Linked DNA regions of Cyprinus carpio: region 1 is linked to region 2. The links are chromatin contacts, called in public Hi-C maps. All regions are on one chromosome and are shown on one strand. Each heading gives the region's core, a stretch centred on a gene start, on an enhancer-like site or on the middle of the called end of the contact. The rest is flanking DNA. Distances are from core to core; before and after follow the strand shown. Region 1 has its middle 29 kb from the start of LOC122145063. Region 2 overlaps LOC122145061 (adhesion G-protein coupled receptor V1-like).

Evidence for each region. Hi-C and Micro-C count contacts between places; a contact is called where the count stands out from the background.
Region 1: a Hi-C map of skeletal muscle shows a contact between it and region 2, with 5 times the contacts expected there. The contact joins two enhancer-like sites. A contact is called at or near these places in 6 of 8 Hi-C or Micro-C datasets (liver and skeletal muscle).

What each region holds. Positions count from the first base shown.
Region 1 is chrA5:26,386,847-26,392,791 of ASM1834038v1, reverse strand. No RefSeq gene overlaps it. Among protein-coding and RNA genes, the nearest start is that of LOC122145063, 29 kb to the right of the region's middle. Within about 2 kb of position 4,556, at least 2 of the 8 cell types and tissues checked have an H3K27ac peak or open chromatin away from gene starts, as enhancers often do. A contact at or near this core is called in skeletal muscle, where this site is marked.
Region 2 is chrA5:26,343,438-26,349,892 of ASM1834038v1, reverse strand. It overlaps LOC122145061 (adhesion G-protein coupled receptor V1-like), which reads right to left. Exons shown (of 6, transcript XM_042756646.1): 4 at 9-116. LOC122145063 (a long non-coding RNA gene) reads left to right here. Exons shown (of 3, transcript XR_006160094.1): 2 at 4,668-4,734; 3 at 4,954-5,070. Among protein-coding and RNA genes, the nearest start is that of LOC122145063, 14 kb to the left of the region's middle. Within about 2 kb of position 4,697, at least 2 of the 8 cell types and tissues checked have an H3K27ac peak or open chromatin away from gene starts, as enhancers often do. A contact at or near this core is called in skeletal muscle, where this site is marked.

The DNA of each region.
Region 1 (5,945 bases), core at 3,307-5,806, 43 kb before region 2:
CTTAACAGAGGCCTTGATGAAGAACTGGTTTTACCATGCTTTATCATTTATGTAAACCTCACTAATCATCATCCTATTTTCTTTTAGTCCTAGAGATTGCTGTTTAGTTTAAAAGGACAAAAAGGGAAAACCAAAAAGTCCTTCAAAGCGAGTGTTGATCGTGCCACTTTTGAGTTGAATGGGTTTTGGATTTGATTTCAGTTATGGTTTCTGATGATTACTGTTGGGCGTTCAGTGTTTGTTTTCCAGGCAAACGACCATTAGATAGATCCGACCGTCTCAATTGTTATGGGAACAGTAGCTGTAGCACACCTTAGAGAAATGGATGACCCATTTCAGAACTGAAGAGATGATTTTAAGAAGAAAAAATGATCTGCTTCTCTGTTGTGTTTTATAGTTTAGAATTGAACCAAAATTGGCCACTAAAGAAAGAATTAGCTTAAATGCAAAAAGAAAAGTGCTTCTTTTTGTGGTTGGTCAATATTATAGTCCCAACGCTTGGCCTTCCGTGTAGTCCAGTGTTAAAGCTAAACTCTTGACTCTGTCAGGAAACACCTTTAGTGGAAATATGGTGTGTTTTAGAAATTAAGTGCAATATTTCTTGAGTTTATTTTGCCTCAGTGGTATATTTTGTCTTATTTCATTGTGATTTCATTTCAGAGATCATTATGAACATTAGATACTGAAATGTATGTTCATAATGGTTTTAACTTTTGTCTTAGTTCTTCCTTGGAAATAAAAAACCTCCATCCATAACTTCAGCTGTACTTCTGTTTTATTTATAACAAAACTACGCTGATATTAGAGCATCAAAGCTCTAAGAATTTAAAACATAAGCAAGATCTGAAATATGGCCACATTTAAACCAACTTCAGCCCTGGTCTCTCACTAAAAACAGTGCACTCACAGGACATTCTAGTAGTTACACAAATAGTGTCAACAAAGAGTTTTAGGTGATACTTCTCTATACACATACCTCTTTAATTTAGAGTGCACATCAAATACCACAAATCTAATTTAGACCATCAGAATCTTTTTTTCTTTTTCACATTTAGTCCTTTTCATTGCTGTTCCTTTAAGATGCAGATCATCTCAAGATAAGACTGAAACCTCAAGGTGTTGGACTTCAAGACGCCAGCTTGGTTTATAGGGGTTAACCTTCTGACCTCAGCTTATCAGGTGGCACTAGGGTCAAGAAGTGACCTTGGGGTCAAGTGAGGTAATAAACTTTGACCAGCAGGGTTGGTTAAAAAATACTAGCCTATAAACTAAGATTCATGTTAGAACAGGCCAAAATAAAGAAAATTGTTACCGCAAGTTCTAAGTCATGATACAAAAAAAAAAAAAAAAAACACCTGTGGCTTGAATTCATATAATATTTATTGAATTCAGTTCCTTACAATATTGTCGTCTAATGGATTTGATTTTTCATAATCATTATTGACACTGAAATGCCTTTATGCCAATTTATTGCTCAGATTATTTATTTCATGTACAAGCCCCCAGTTTCACAGACAAGGCTTAAGCCTAGTCCCAGATCTAAATGTAAGTCTGAGCGGTTTCAACTGAAATAAACTTGCACTGATTGATCTTAAAATATGTCAGTGCCCTTGTTTTTTTTTTTTGTTTTTTTTTTGTTGTTGTTTTTTTAAGGCACGTTTATAAAAATTACTTAAATGTCCTAAATTAACTATGGACTAAATGTCCTAATTGAAGCAAGGCCAATATATACTGAAGTCAGGCCAGTACATATTTTAATCTATGGTCATTTTTAAATGGGTATTTGCATTGCCTGAGATAAGTATGTGAGGTTACATATTAATTTTGGCCACAAACTTATTATTGGTTTGTTGTAACATATTTAGAAAATCCATGGTAGTTGCATCATTCATGTGTTATGTTTATTGACTGAATTTTAGGCTCACACATGCAGGACAGAGCCTAAGGGGTCAGGAGAATGTCTCTTCACCTCCTCTCTGGGGTTCTCTAACTACTTTTATTAAAAGACACTTGCATTTTTAAGGTGTGCTTTTTTGTTGTTTTAAAGCCCAATGATCCAGTTTTATTTTCAGATTGTTTGTTTGAATTTGTTTGTGTATTGTAAGTGAAATGAAAGTGGAAAAAGTGGAAAAATACAATAAAAATTAATGAATATATATTTATTATCATAAATGTATATAAATTGAATGTAAATTAACTATAGTAAATGCTAATTAAAATAAATTTCACGAAATAATGCATATTTAAATAACATTTATTTTAAAGTATTGTTAACACATTACAGCATATACTTGAATTATTATATTACTATATTTACACACATTTGTCAGAAGTTGTTTCAAGTTTAAATTTGTATTTAGGTCAGTGTTGTGATTAGGCCTCTCAAGGCCATTCATATTCCTTCCTGTCAGCCACTGTATAGTTGTTTTGCTAGTTTGCTTTGGGTTATCATGCTGAAAGATCTTATCTTATATTTAACCTAAGGGCTGCCGTTTCACAAATGGCAAATGAGGACAAGATAACATGAGGCACTGAAATGTGAAATGCCTGGGTACATCCTCACCCAGCTAAGCTAGCTGCAGCTGGCGGGTGTATTACATAAGTCTACAACTGTATTGTCTTCTCTGCAGGCAGTCGAGTGCTGCTTCTAGGATCTATGATGACTCAGCTTTGACCCAGCACTTTATTCTGTCCTGCTAGGCCTCTACTCCATTGACTCTTGCAGGTCAGGTCCTTTGTACCATGCTGACCCTGGGCCCCAGCAAACAGAGAGGTGGGATTACTAGCAATGGCAGCTGCTGATTTAGTCCATGCTGACACTGTACAGGTCTCAGCTTTTCTCAATAACTGCCAAATCCTACTGTCGTGCCTCCTTACCACGAGCCTCGTGCTCAAAGGGGAACAAAGCTTCTAGAAGATACAGTCATGCTCACATAACTGTGTTTGGTACATTTTATATCTTGTGGCCTTTATTTAAACTGTTATGACACCGGTTTGTGGGAAATTGCAAATAAAGTCTCCTGATGTAATTTCATCTTATCTTCTGCTTACCCTTTATTAATCTTCACTGCATCTAGTTTCAGTCTCTGTTAGCTCTATTCCCTTTCTGTTTTCCTTCGCCTGTGTCATCCCTAATGTTCTGTACCACATAAAGAGCAGATTTGATGAGATAATTGACTGAACATCTTCTCAATGTTCTCATCAAGAGCAGGAGAGGAGAACACTGACCTAGAGCCTCCTCAGATACTTTGTCTATCAAAATATCTTGTTCACTCATAAATTGTATATACTAGTACAAGTGGCACTTTCCACAAATTATACAAAATGGGGCATGAAAAAATGTCATTTTAATTTTTTTTTTTTTTTTTTTTTTTTTTTTTTTTTATTGTCAGTGAAATAAGGTGCTTTACCTTGAGAAAATGTTGATCAACCTCAGGTTAAAATGATTTTGTTTTCTCTAGCGATGAATATTAAATGATATTTAATATTCACAAATTACATTTTGCATTTTTGTTAAAAAAAAACAACAACAAAAAACAGATATATATTTATATGCAAATAATACATACATTGTGCAAAATGTGGGACACATTTAATTGAAATCAGTTAATTGTATTTTCAGTAATTAAAATCAGTTAAACTTATTTTTGCTTATTAATTTTATGACTATAAATTCATATCCAGGTTAATGTAAACATTTTTACATATATGTATGGTTTTAATTCTTGTAAAAAGCTGGGATTGTCAAGGACTCTGAAGTGGAACCGTTTTCTTGAATTTTTCAGCAGAGACAAGTGATTTTTGTGATTTTACTTTTAGAGCACTATTTCACCTTTTAAAACTTGTTTACAACTTCTCAAACTCAATTCACTTTATACTGTGACATATAAAACCAATAATATAGTCATAAGTCAATCTACATGAAACTCAGTTTTCCATCCAAATGTGTGTGTCATGATGTAACATACTGTAAAACCCAAACATTCACACCCATCTGTGACCATGGCAACAAAGCAAACACAACTAGTGAAGGGAACAGCTGTGAGAGCTCTCTGAGCTATTGACATGCACAGGCCAGTTGCTTCATCTTGTTTTGCAGCATGGCTGTGGATAAGAAGGAGGGAACTTGATAGTATGAGATTTCTCAGGCTAGTTGAGGTCCCTGAGTTTACGACTCCCAGGATAGACTGCATAACTTTGGGCTTGTCCACTCTTAAACTATAGGGGCAAAGGTTCAAGTTCCTGACTGTTGTGAGCAGTTTCATTTCTTGATTTAGTGTTATGATAGTAAGCAGCATTAATTTCTGTATAGTTTCAGTGCTGGCAAATGGATTCTATGTTTAATGCTTCTCTGCACAGATTCTGCTTAATACAGGTAATTAAAGCTTATAAATTAATTAATTAACATGAATTCATTTTTATTTATTTATTTAGCCGCTTTAGTTAATCTACTACGTACAGTTTCCTTTTGTGCTTTCTCCCTCAGTCATGCTTTGAAGATACCTTTGAACTCTTGCAGAGTACCAGTATAGAAATCTCAGGGGTGGTGATGTGTCATGAATTATTCATGATAAGGAGACTGAGGCTGTGCTGTACAAAGGGTTGACAATTCACACTGTGGCACAAATACAACTGTTATATCAGTGGATGATTAATAGGACACTAAATAGAGAATGTGTCTGCAGAGGTTTGTGGATGGGGTGGGGAACAAAAACACAGTGTTGCTTTGGTGGCCAGCAACATTGATAGGCCTATAGTTATAAATCTGGCTTGGCAGAGTTTAGTGTGTAAGCTTTCAGAGTGGTAAAAAAATTATATATATATATATATATATATATATATATATATATATATATAGATATATATTATATATATATATATATATATATATATATATAATATATGTGTGTGTGTGTGTGTGTGTGTGTGTGTGTGTGTGTGTACCGTGATTCCACCATTATCACAAAATCAGACTTATTTCAACACACAGTAGTATCACTCTTCAATGATTTTGTATTTTTAATTGAATGAGTGAATGATTCAGTGACTCATTCATAACACATTTCAACACAATCACCAGCATTTGTGAACAAAATGACTGAATCAATGACTCACTCAAAAGATGGTCACTTGCCGCTATACTGTACATTTACATTTAGTTAGTTAGCAGACACTTTTATCCAAAGCGACTTACAAATGAGGACAATGGAAGCAATCAAAATCAACAAGAGAGCAATGATACGCAAGTGCTGTAACAAGTCTCAGTTAGCTTAACGCAGTATATGTAGCAAGTTTGTTGTTGTTTTTAATATATAATAAATAAAAAGAAAACCGATAGAATAGAAAAAGCCTAGAGCAAGCTATAGTGTTAAAGACCTTTTTCGCTTTTACTGTACTGTTGCAACTTGCAACTTGCAACCTGCAGAAAGAGTCGAGGTAGCTAACTGTAATCTTGGAAAAACAAACAGATCACAATAGCATAGCATCAAATTAGTAATAGAATTTCTGCTTCAAATCGTTAAATGTACCTACTTCGGTTATGATACTGAACCATATAGTCTATTTAAACTTGATCTTATGTTTAAGGTGATGTCATTTGTACTGTCCCTGCTCAGTAATACATTTTTTACATTGATTTCTCCAGTAAAGTGTTAACTTTATGTCTCTGCAGTCAGCTCACTGGCTCAAGCAATGGCATGACTTTTGGGGCAGGACTAAGTCTCTGTGCGACATTTGGGGGAAGTGTATGAGAAACCTGTTTGGAAACAGTCAATATTTTTGCAGTTTGGTCACCTAGTGGAGCATAAATACCAAATGACCCAATGCATAAACATTTAATGCCACTGAATTCATGTTCTCAGTTATAGCAGGAAACATGTGTATGTTATGTAACATTTTAATTAATAAAATTTAAAATAAATCACACCAAATAGGGACTGGGCAGC
Region 2 (6,455 bases), core at 3,448-5,947:
AGTTTTACCTGTATAAGCATCCAGCTGAACTGACTGAGGTGGAAGTAATGGAAGAAAAGGCCAAGAGCAGCACAACTTGACATACCACCCAGCAATGCAGACACCAAGAAACAAATCTGAAAAAACACAGAGTGACAGATACATCAGCAGAGGCCCTGGAGTCCTCATACATCCGGTACACACACAGCAATAAAAACACACATTCAGATGACTCCCAGCATTCAGTTCTACCACTGAGTCCCAGAAGAGCATCTCAAATGTCTAAGACTATTCCTAAATCATTAATATTATTGATAAATATTTGAAGAGCTGAATGTTAAATCACACTGCAGAATGGACAGTTGTAAAGAGCAACAGTTTAAATCATTCTGTGTGTGCCTACTGAGTGTTTAAGAAGTGCAGACAGCTTCATAAAATAATAATAATAATAATAATAATAATAATAATAATAATAATAATAATAATAATAATAATAATAATAATAAATATACTTATTACATTAATCACATTACATTTTCTTTAAATCTTGCTTTTTTCCAAAATGATAATTTCATAATTTCAAGACATTTGGACACAACACATGATAAACAGTATATATTTTATGTGATTAACATTCTGACAGCTGACCTTAGAATCTAGTATCCTATACAGTTAACCACCTGGATCCTTTTTAGTGTGACAAGACACAATCCAAGTCCATGGGCCAATGTACACTTCAGGAACAGTGCAAAACCTTATCAAACAAAAACAACTGGGTAGTTTCACCTTGTCTGCGACCTCTCAGAACTGTATTTGTGGACACAAAGAAAAACTGGCAGACAACTCTCATGTGCAGGGCACTAGGTAACGGTCAGGTCTGTGAATACTGTGACCCTTTCAATACAAACAACACAGTGTTTTTCAACTAAACTGAGCATCCCTGTTGGGAAATCCAAATTGAGGGGAAACTGTGCCTGTGGAAAACCAGTTCTGGCTGCTGAGTGAAGGGAAATGTGGAGTCATTACAGACGGAATGGCATTAAATAAGGCACTATTGGGATAAAAGTCAAGAGGACAGCAAGTGGTGTGAGAGGGAGGAAGGAAAAGAGGGCAGGGATGTCCGTAGTGTGCAGTGTCCATCAGGTGCATGCTGGGAAGCTTGATTCTGGGTAGTAGTGAGCTGGCGTGGAAATGTGGTAATGCTGCCAAAAAAAGCTCAGTACTGTATGTGTGGGTCATGGTATAATCTCATAAATAAACAAGCTCGTATAAAGACAAAAAACATATTCGCCCAAACATATTACTTCATAGTCTGTCATCATTTTAGTTTGTGAGCTACATTTTGCAATTTACAATAGTAAAGGTTATCTTTGAGGTTAATTCAAATCATTTTTGGGTCTGTGTGATATTTACACTTATTGTTGAACAGGACTAACACAAAAACAAGATTTTCGGAACAAATAATATAAAATAATTTCTATATTTTTTTTTTTTTTTTTGAAAGAAATTATACTTTTATTGAGCAAGGACACATTAAATTGATCAAATGTGACAGCAAAGACATTAATAATGCTAGAAAAGATCTCTATTTCAAACAAATGCTGTTTATTGAGCACCAAAACAGCATATTGGAATGATTTCTGAAGGATCAGGTGACAATGAAGACAATGAAAATTCAGCTTTGCTATCACAGGAATAAACTCCAATTTAAAATATTAAAGTAAAAAAAAAAAAAAAAAAAGTTATTTTAATAAGTAGAAAAATTATTATTATTTTATGTAGTTATATATACAAACTATATATTATACCTAACTTTTTTATGAATATCATTATTTTATGTGACCCAGCAACAACATTGTATACATTACACAAAATTGAGAACTATTTATTTTTAACTAATTCAAAACTATTTATCTATTCAGACACACATATCCCTCGTAACCTTATGCTACCAAAATACCAAAAGAAAATAATTAGAAAAGGAAAAAGCTTGAAAAAAAAATGACGTATGGAAACATTAACTATGGCTCGGCTTAGCAAAGGCTCAGTTTTTCACAAAGCTTCTTCTGTGTCACAGTAAAAATACTCAATCGCATTCAAACTAGAAACTCATTACAGGCTCTTCAGTGATACCTTCATTAATGCACACCGAGGCAAAGCCCATGTTTTTGTTCCTGTAGTCGTCCCTGGGGCGCACACCCGGGTGAGTAAACAGGGAGGGGATCCGATCGGGTTCCCATTTAATATGATCTGCTCACGTACACCCACTCAGACGACCACACCAGTAACACTAACTGCTGATGGCAGGGGCATCATCCCCCCTCCTCTAATAAGCTTTCTGGATGATTCTCTGGTCCACAATTGATCCCGCTGTTTTAAGTAACAAAAGAGACATTCAGAAAGACTTCTGAAGCTTAAAGTAGCAGCTAACTCAGTTCATCACAAACAACCCATTCAGTTCATACATCAATCTACAACAAGCTTATCACTGGCCCCTAGGCAACCTTTTATCCTGCAGTAATGTGTATAAATACAGGCAACGTAGCTCCGGCTTAACGGTTCCTGATTAAAAAGACATCAGCACCTCTGTCATGTGAAATGCATGGCCTCCAATGACATAACAAAAGTTGGTTGGGGGACAGCGATTCATTCAAAGGCTTGAGAATGAAGATGGCTGATAAAGAGCCACGGTGGAGATTAGAGGACCCTGTGTCTGGGACCTGGAGACAGCCCTCAAGACCAGATGCACTTGATAATGTGGATCTACTTACCCTTTCAGTGCAGTCACTCAAACCCATAACAGGGAGTGTCAGAAAATAGACCATACAATCTGATACACGTTGTGTTTATAGGACGGATGTACTGCACTGCACTGTACCATAAACAATATGGGTGTAAACAGTACATGTGTGCAGAACAGTTCATGAACTCATATCACCATGAGGTAAAATTAAAAACCACCTGTACAACAACTGTCTAATCTGTTTAATTCACAACTTGATTTTACGACATTTAGTATAAATGAGCAGTACGAAAATGGATGTTAGAAAATGAGAAACAAAAAATTTAGTGAGGTTTATGAGAAAGTGGGGGGAAAAATCTGTCTGGAATAAGACACATTCTAGAGATATACAGAGTAAAAATGATATGATGAGACATAGAAACAGAGCCGTGTCAGGGCTGTCATCATGAAGACTGAGAGATGAGTCACTCACAGCAGCATTATCAGCTTTCTGATGACAGACAACGTCCCTTTCTTATCTGACCTAATGCCCAAGAGGACAGACAATAGCTATTCCTTGTATGGTTGTATGACGGACGTAAAATATGTGTTTATGTAAAATAAATAATAATAATAAATTCTCATAACCTCATTTGTATCAAAAGAAGTATGTCATCTATCTACCAACATCTATGGAACAAAACAAAATACATCCATATTGAAATTTAAATTATCTGCAAAAAAACAGTTAAATTCAGGTAAATGTGTCATGTTTTAAAGGGTGTTTAGATATTTCTGCAGAGCTTACAAATTAATATTTAAAAAAAAAAAAAAATATTATATAAATTATACATTTGTTTTTGCACTTCATGCTACCAGTTTAAATAACTGAAACAAAATATTCAAACATGAAAACATCAAAGTTGCTATGGTGAGAAAGCAGCTGGGAATGTAAATGTAAACAATATTTTTGAAACTATATTCACAGTTGACTTGGAGTCTCTACAGATATATTTTACCCGGAGGAAGATACTGAGCTTAAAATAGCTATACACCATGCATTAAAAACATTATGTCTTGACTGACAGGCAGATGACTGGGGAACTATGCATGTTGAAGTGGGAATGACAGCCCAGCCAGGAGCTGCAGAGTGAAAGCTACTTCAACATGTGCAGTAAACTGCTTTAGTTAAAAAGCATTTATTGAAAGACAAATCAATATGAAACAACACCAGTGGCTCTGTGAATGATGTGTCTGCTTTATGTATGTCACTGTCCTTGAGACATCTTCTACAAAATCCCAAACTCTGTAGTTATGTCTTTTCTTACGAGAGCGAGAGAAAAAAAAAAAGGTACGGTACATGAGTCATAATTTCTCTGGGCAGCCACAAAGCATTTAATGGGCTTCTGTCAAACAACGCTCTATAACCATGCAGACGTCCTGTCACACAAGTTGGCAGGGAATGGAATTGAAGACATGTCACTACAGTGTGAATGACGATAAACTTGTTGCCTCCTTCTCAAGTGTCGGATGCTGATTTGTAAAACATAATGGTTAGATGAGTACCTGATAAAAGTAATCTTGCAGCAGTATATACTGAGCTTAGAAATAGCTTTTATTACATTTTGTTTTGTCAAGATCATGCAGGGTTATGTGAAGAGAAATAATTATCCTTACTATTAATAATAATAATGATGAAAATAATAATAATAGATAATATGTTAATGAAAAAATAATAATGGATGTGCTTCTGTGATCTTTTAAAATAAATCTTTTAATCTTCCCTTAAAAGATTTAATATGAGCACAGATGTCTTTCATTTACCTGAGAAGCAGGTAAATGTATGTGTTTCTGTGTAGTCTGCTGCACACAGAACTACTCCAGTGCTGTACTCCATTACTGCACCTTTGAGTGCTACTATATATAGATACTGTGTTAGTCACAGATGCACCTCCCCCTTTTCCAGAGCCGACTGTAAAGGAGTCAAGCAGTCTGTGGCCTCGAGCTGATTTCCACACACATCAGTCAGACAGGTAAACCTCAGTACCAGCCCTGTGGACATACTGTATGTACTGTGTAAAACAAACATGTGTGAAAATAATCTAGAGCAGCCCAATGATATACATTATCTGTGTACAAAACAATCAAACAACTACTAGCACCAGCTGACGGAAATGTGTACATGCAGCGTGATGTGAAGGGAAAAATTGCAGGGTAATAATATAGCAAAGATCTGTCTGCCTTCCCCTCAGCTGGGCGGTTTCCTGTCTGGAGGATGCATATGTGTTTGTCATCAAGCAACAAGCAAGATATATATTTGGCTCAAGGTGTGGTATAAGCTGCTGTTTTGAAGAATGAATCGGTCTCAGCTCCACCTGATAGGTGATGTTTTTTGCATCTTCTTCTCTGATGACTATATGTTTCCATGTACTATACTAGACTGAGTTAAATTGTTATGACTGCACTTACAAAAAAGTATCAAGTTATTACCATGTTTTTAGACATGCAGTGGCTATTTACATGATTCATTCATAGAACAACAAAAAGTTGCATCACTGTCTTAAGCTCAACCTGAATTGCACTGCTTCACATTTGAGCAATGGAAAAATAATCATTTGGGATTTCCTAAATCTTCTGTTTATTTGAAAATTCAAAACAGAACAAAACAACAACCCAATCTGAATCAACAAAGAACATCTCAGAGGGTCAATATGCTCCTCACAGTGATCTGCTGCTGATGTTGACTTGGCACAGGACGCTTATAATAGCCCTGGCCAAAAAGATTACATCACCAGCGGAGCGTGAGAGATGAGTCACGTCAACCAGACGGTCCGAATCTTCAATGTGTCATTCATAACACCATTCTGGTTCTCAACTGCCCTTTTTCTTTCAATTTGTCCCCCCACTTCCTATCCCACCCCCTCCTCTAACAGCTACCGGTCTGAACTAGCTGGTTCCAGACTCAGCAGCATCGTGGGTGTTTCCTCAGCTACTTTTGTTCAGTGGGAGCCAAAGGCACAAATATCTCACAAACATCCACCTTCATCTCTGCAATAATTTCTTCTTTCTGAATTCATTCTCTTCCAGCAACATCTGTCATTGCTCATGACAGGGCTTTCCCCAAACTGTCAGGTCTGACGTGTTTTTTTTTTGTTTTTTTTGCATAGACTTTCATCAGCCAAAGCATTTTTAGGAGTGTGCCTCAGACATGCACTACGTGAATATGCACTGTATCATGGTGGAGCGCCTCAAGAAAAGGATATACACTAATGGCTGTGGGACATAGATAGCAGGTCAGTGTGGGAAGGCCACTCCTGCTATGTAACTCACATGTCCACGTGTAAGACATGAAAAAAATATTGAGGATATTAGATGTGTGGGTGGCTGTTCATAAGGAAGTCTTTATCTTCTACATCCTTCTAAATTAATTTCCGCAATCTGGTTTCAGACGGAAACTTGTTAAGACCTTGAAAAAAGAAAAGCTGTTTATGTGAGATGATAAAAAAGCACTGTTAAATGTTTTATGATTTCAGCAATTTTAGATCTCAGATCCTCGCTGAACTTAAAGAACAGTTCTGACTGAGAAAACATTAGTTTAAATATTCTAATTTGGAATGTTAAGCTGATTAATCATTTGTGTTAACTGAAAAAGACAAGTAAAGTCAAATGATCTTAAGCATTCACAACATTATCCATTATTGCAATTAACATTTGGTCCAGTGCTCATGTTTATGCAACATTATTTTGTTATGAA